Regions from separate parts of the Gasterosteus aculeatus genome. Here region 2 is linked to region 1. Evidence: chromatin contacts called from public Hi-C data. All regions are on one chromosome and are shown on one strand. The core of a region is the stretch at or near the end of the contact, and the rest is flanking DNA. Distances in the headings are between cores, read along the strand shown. Region 1 holds the start of LOC120819883 (succinate receptor 1-like). Region 2 overlaps LOC120821635 (muscleblind-like protein 1).

What was found. A called contact is a pair of places that touch in the nucleus more often than the background predicts.
Region 2: a Hi-C map of skeletal muscle shows a contact between it and region 1, with 7 times the contacts expected there. The contact joins the enhancer-like site here to the promoter of LOC120819883 in region 1. A contact is called at or near these places in 4 of 6 Hi-C or Micro-C datasets (skeletal muscle, tail fin and whole body).

The regions. Positions count from the first base shown.
Region 1 is chr1:11,297,443-11,300,452 of fGasAcu3.hap1.1, forward strand. It overlaps LOC120819883 (succinate receptor 1-like), which reads right to left and starts at 1,706. Exons shown (of 3, transcript XM_040177653.2): 1 at 1,443-1,706; 2 at 744-854; 3 at 1-320. The coding sequence starts at 746.
Region 2 is chr1:11,347,862-11,350,561 of fGasAcu3.hap1.1, forward strand. All of the region lies in intron 2 of LOC120821635 (muscleblind-like protein 1), which reads left to right. Among protein-coding and RNA genes, the nearest start is that of LOC144400534, 3.8 kb to the right of the region's middle. Within about 2 kb of position 1,415, at least 2 of the 9 cell types and tissues checked have open chromatin away from gene starts, as enhancers often do.

The DNA of each region.
Region 1 (3,010 bases), core at 456-2,955:
CTGAGCCAAACCATGAACAGGATGGACGAGTAAAGGTTGACGTGTAGGATATAGCGGTTGATTACGCAAGCGTAGGGACTGGTCTCTGATTGGCCATTTGCATAGAGGTATGAGAGGCGTGGCAGCGTGCAGAGGAAAATAAGGTCGGAGACGGCCAGGTTGAAGAGGTAAATATTGCAGCTCTGCCACTTTGGCAAACAAAATATGTAGCCGAGTATAACCAAAAGGTTTCCAGGGAAGCCAATGCAGAACTGGATGCCATAAGATGGCGACAGGTAGTACCTCTCCAGCATGTCAACGATTTCTGTACAATTCAGCACCTGGCGAGAAGACGGGAGGGGATGACGAGAAAGAACAGAACAAGGGTAAAATAGACACCATGTCAAGAAAGGACAGAAGATTCAAAGATTTTATTGTCATTTACACACTGTTTACACCCTGTGTATTGAAATTCTTGTACTTGCCTTTCCGGAAAGCCGACCAATTTTAAAATAAAAATAAGAATAAGAATACAATATTTACATAAATGTACATGAAATAAAAAATAAAAAATGAGGTAAGGATAAGGCAGAAATGAGGTGACGAGGAAGAGAAGTATGAGGGAAGGGAGGGAAGATCCAACAAACAGATCAAACAGGCGAGCAAGAATAGGAACTAACTCCTATGAACAATGTTTTGACAACAGATTTAACATAAACACATTTTGGAATGCAACTTTACCGTGGTGTTGGTGTAAGACTTACCATGATGTGGTTCTAGTAGCTGCTGCTAACGTGCGTAGGGAGTACAAAGCAGGTTCAGCCCCTGTCTGTACACTGGAAACAGTCAACACTGGCTTCTCAGGGTACTGATGCCTTTAATATGACGTAGATAACAAAACACACAAGCAATTTAAGTTGTATTTGCATTTTAAATTTGGAAAGATGATGTCAACCAAACAATAGCTCATAGAAGACTTTATAAGTTACTATATAACTGCACAGCCATGTTCTGTCTGTGTATTTGTTAAAGTGGATGTGTTATATGTGCTCTTCGAAATACCCAATAAACAATGCATGCATGGTCGTGTATTAGTTAAACATTTGATCTTGAAATTAAACCTGTTATCAACTGCTTCAACAGTAATTTCAAACTTAATAAAATTTTTAGTGGCACGAGTAGTAACATAGTGTTTGTCCTCCAACGGCCGTGTCTTCATCTGTCAGATGGGTCAATTGCTGATCAGCCAACCATCCATGTTTCAGTTCAGCTGCACCTCAGTAATGGAAGCTTGCAACTGAGCGCAATACCTAGTTATTTTTAATACACTGAGGAAATACTTTGATGCCTATACTGAATAAGCGAGTGTTATTTATCTTCAAATGTCATCTTTATGTGGATGGAAGAATCATTTAGAGAATGATCAATGTCTCCTAACTTTATTTTAGATATACAGTACTTACAATTTACCAAGAGTGAAAAATATGTCCAAATAAAAAACAGAAAACGGCACTTCAAAAAAGGGAAAATGTTGGCAATGAGGTATCAGGTCACTCTATTCTCTCTCTGCTAGCTGTCCAGCTGGTTTTGAGATACAAAATGCCCCTTGCAGAGTCGTCTCTAAATATAAAGTGAAGATGCTGGTAAGAGAGCGACAGGATATGTCGCAAATTCAATTCCGGCCACAAGTGCTTGCAAGTTTGCTTATTTAATTCAGTCTACGCAAACATATTTTTTTCCCCTCTTTTGTTTTCACACTTGATGATTAATATCTAATTTTAGATTAGTTTCAGATCAGCTTATTTTTTCACACACTCTATATATAAATGACTTTCTAGATGGGAGGGCTGGCAGACCTCTTGAGCCAAGACACAGAGTTTCCGTCAGAGTTTTTAACCAACAACTTGTCACTGTCATTCTGTGCTGTGCATTGCAGCATGGTTCTGTTTCAATGGTTTAAAAGAAATCTTTAAATGAACAGTTTCTTTGAAAACAATGCAAGACGATTGCTTTAAAAAAAGACAATTTGCCATTGCCATTATTCCATGTTATGACCATCTGTTTTCATAAACCTGTACTCTAAAGGTCCCAGTAAAGAGAAGTAAAGAGAAGGATTAGGTGAAATTCAAGTTCACTGAAACAGAGCCAGCGCCAAGTCTGCAAATGACAAAACGAAAAACACTTTTTTCAGTAACTAGTTCCAGTATTTGGACTTAAACTTCCAAGAAGGCCTTGAATTTCAGGAAATCACATATGCTACTTCCCGTTATCACGCGCCATCTTTAAATGTGTTAAAACTACTCTCACTCAACTCTCAACATTGTAGCAGTGCATCTCTTAAAATGCTAAATGATAAAACCTGATCCCCTTCCTGACTGAGACGTTTTCTAAATGTTGTCTTCTGATGTGCACATGGTAAGAGCAAGTTTTGGTTGTTATCAAGTATGAAAACAAAATTATTGACTTCAATGGAATTATTAACATCAACAAGCTCAACAAAACAAATCAGGAATCAGACTATAATTGCCAAAATATCTTTGACATTTGACATAACGTTTGTGCATAACATCGGACGGTAAGACAATGAGACAATGGAAAACTAGACAAATAAACAAACAAAAAGAAAAATGGCATGTTCAATTTACATATTTACAATTTAGCTCTACAGTGTAAAGTAGAAAGCTGTGGGCTAGAATAAAAGTAAATAAAGGATAAAAAGAAAAAAAGAATATTAGATTTAAAAAAGAAGAAGTTAAAAATGCAAACTTAGATGACATCATGTCCCACCCAACACCAAAGTGAGTTGGACGGAAAGGGACGAATTACAGGCGCAGCTGGCATTTAACACCTCAGGGAGACTTTCGCCAAGTATAACCCGTACAAAGGTACGAATCCCGGTACAGCAAGTATCATGGCTTAAGAAAAACATGCAGCACAATGTACTTGTTTGTTAAATGGTGTCAATAACGAAACTACTAACAAAAACAATACCACAATGCTGACTTTTATATTCTCTTTGTAATGTCGGCCG
Region 2 (2,700 bases), core at 165-2,664, 50 kb after region 1:
AGTGTCCGGGAGCTGATTAATGTCTGAAAATCTGGTGTAATGAGGCCAAGGTTGATTTATAAGCGCAGAATGCCCCATTCCCCTTTCCCCAGCGTGTACATGCAAACACATACAGCACACAGCGCCTCTGTGACAGCTGCTTCACTTCATTTAACGGATGCCAAATAAAAGCAAGTGAAACTAACGGATTTAAGTTTCGGAATCTATATTTGATGGGGTCCAGCATATGCAGAAGCATTGACCCTGACAGGTCAAATCATGTTTTGTAGCTTTGAATGAGGAACGAATTATTGTTAACATTTGTTCCCTGAAAAGGCTTCGAGCGCAGCTTAGTCCAGTCCAGACAACTCCCCGAAAGGTTGGAGACACAAGACATGGAGGAAGGCGGAGCAATCGAGAGAATGCCTGAGATCCAGGTGTAGTCGTGTCTGCATATCGGCGTCCAAGCGCAGGACGGGCAGACAGGTGAAGGAGGAACCACAGACTGGTGGCCGTACACTCTGAGACAGAGGGAGCACTGCTTTGGATCAGACTGAATCACAGTTAACCTGCACTGACACTGTGTGGACAGGGTGGGGGGGCGGCAGAGAGAAAGGGGGCAGGAACGACCTTAGCATCGCAGACGGTGATCGGTGGGGGCTTCACTGGGGATCGGATTGTTCAACAAACAAACAGCACCAATAGGTAAAGGGCCTATTCCCGTAAAACAGAGGGGGGAGGATGGTGTCGGGGTGATGATCTTTCTCAATGCAGAGAGGTATATCCTCATCACTGCAAGCATAACAATCAGGATTTTGACTTCATCATGAGATAATGACTTCTCAAGGAGTGAAAAAATCTACAAAAACGTATTAATGATGATGCACATGAGAGGTTCTCTGCATCAGATGTATATTATAAGTGATTACGCCCCTCGGTGTTATTGCTACAGCTGATTGAGAAGAGAACCGCACCGACCTTCACATTTAGGAAAGAAAGACACTGCGGCATTTTTTTTCCCAAGGACACGTTGACATGAAATAGACGGGGATCAAGAGTTGCTTTTCCAAAGAGACAACTTTCAAATTACACAAACACATTGTATCTATTAATTATACAAAGAAAACATTGCTAAGCCGCCTTAGTTGTCCGTTGTAAACCAGTGAACAGATGGCCTTCAAAAAGTGATCTGGGTATGTTCCATAAGATCTCCATTGTCACACACAGACACACAGACACACGTGCAAGCAAACAACCACACACACACACACTCTCTCAGCTGGAGTCGACACGCTCGAGTCAGGTTACCCAGGGGGAATGTGCCTTGAAAATCAAAAGACATTAGCCAATTAGAACTGATCAATAGTGACAGCCACACAGGGAATGAGCCGGACATGGAGCGTGGTTAATGTGTGCCTTGGGGCCAATCGGCACGCTGGGAATGCTCTCACTCTCGGCTCTCGGCCAATGAAAACGCTGGAGAGGTCGTGACATTCTGCTGCTCTCTGATGCAAAGTGTCTTTCCCGCTGTAGCTCGGTAGAACGGAAACAGAAAAGTGAGATGAGCGACGGAGCGACACACGAGGCGAGGAGAGAGGGGGGGGGGAAGAAGACGAATGTGACGATGCACGTGCTGGGTTGCAAAAGCAGGTGTCATTGTGGGCGGCAATGGGCACGGGAGGTGGTACTGCGGTCGTCGCAGGGTGGCTCTCCCCGTCTCCCATAGAAATATTATCAGGATTAATGGGAAGATATGGATAGCGAAGCCAGAGAAGAGTAAAAGCCGTAATTCTACCTTTTGCACATTCTGCACACGGACGTGAATCTGCTCAGATGGTCCCGGCAGCACCTCGGCACTGCAATCGTTGTGTATTAATGATGAGGAGGACTAATATCGGCATGGGGGCTTGGGATTTACTGGGGATTTAGTAGGGAGGGAACTAAGGAGGAAGGGGAAGTAAAAAAAAGAAGTGATGGGGATATCTAAAATATTACACCTATCAGGGGGAGTGTTCAGTCGAGCAGGCATTATGAGATTGTAAATTACATTCCTTCCTTCTCCCCTTTCGGGCTGTTGGCTGTGGGATGAACAAACTCGCCCACGGCTCCAGGCACCCGGACACACGCTGCACTGCCTACAGACACTGGGAATCAGATTAGTCCCATTCTGTGTTTAGGTTATTGTTACAGACGTCGATGCGGCGTCTCTTCTACGGCCTGTTCTGTTTTTTAGTGTTTAAAGAGTAAAGTGAATTATAAGTCATTTGTCTCAATTGAGAGGAGATCTATAGTAAATCCCTGGTCCGTGTAAAACACCCAGCGTCAAGTGAGACAGCTTCCAAAGGAGTAGCACAGATGAGCCTGTGAGTCTTTGCTTTGTACAACTCCCAGAAGAGTGCAGCAGAAGTTCAGTGAAGCGCTTTCACTTCCTTTTAATTTTCTTCCTTTATTTTTACCCGACCACATCTATAAAAAGTGTTTTCTTTGCCTCCGTTCATTTGAAGAAAAATCCTTTTTGAAACAGAACACAGACGAAACATTATTTGACAATTTGAACAAACTACTTTGCTAAGAATTTTATGAATAATCTCAAGTGAAATAAACATCTTTGGAGCGGTAAAGATGTTAAATTGAGATTTCATAGACAAGAATTCTGACACTACAAAATAATCAATTTATTCTGTTCTGTTGTTATTCTGTTAAATGTTCTGACATGTTCTA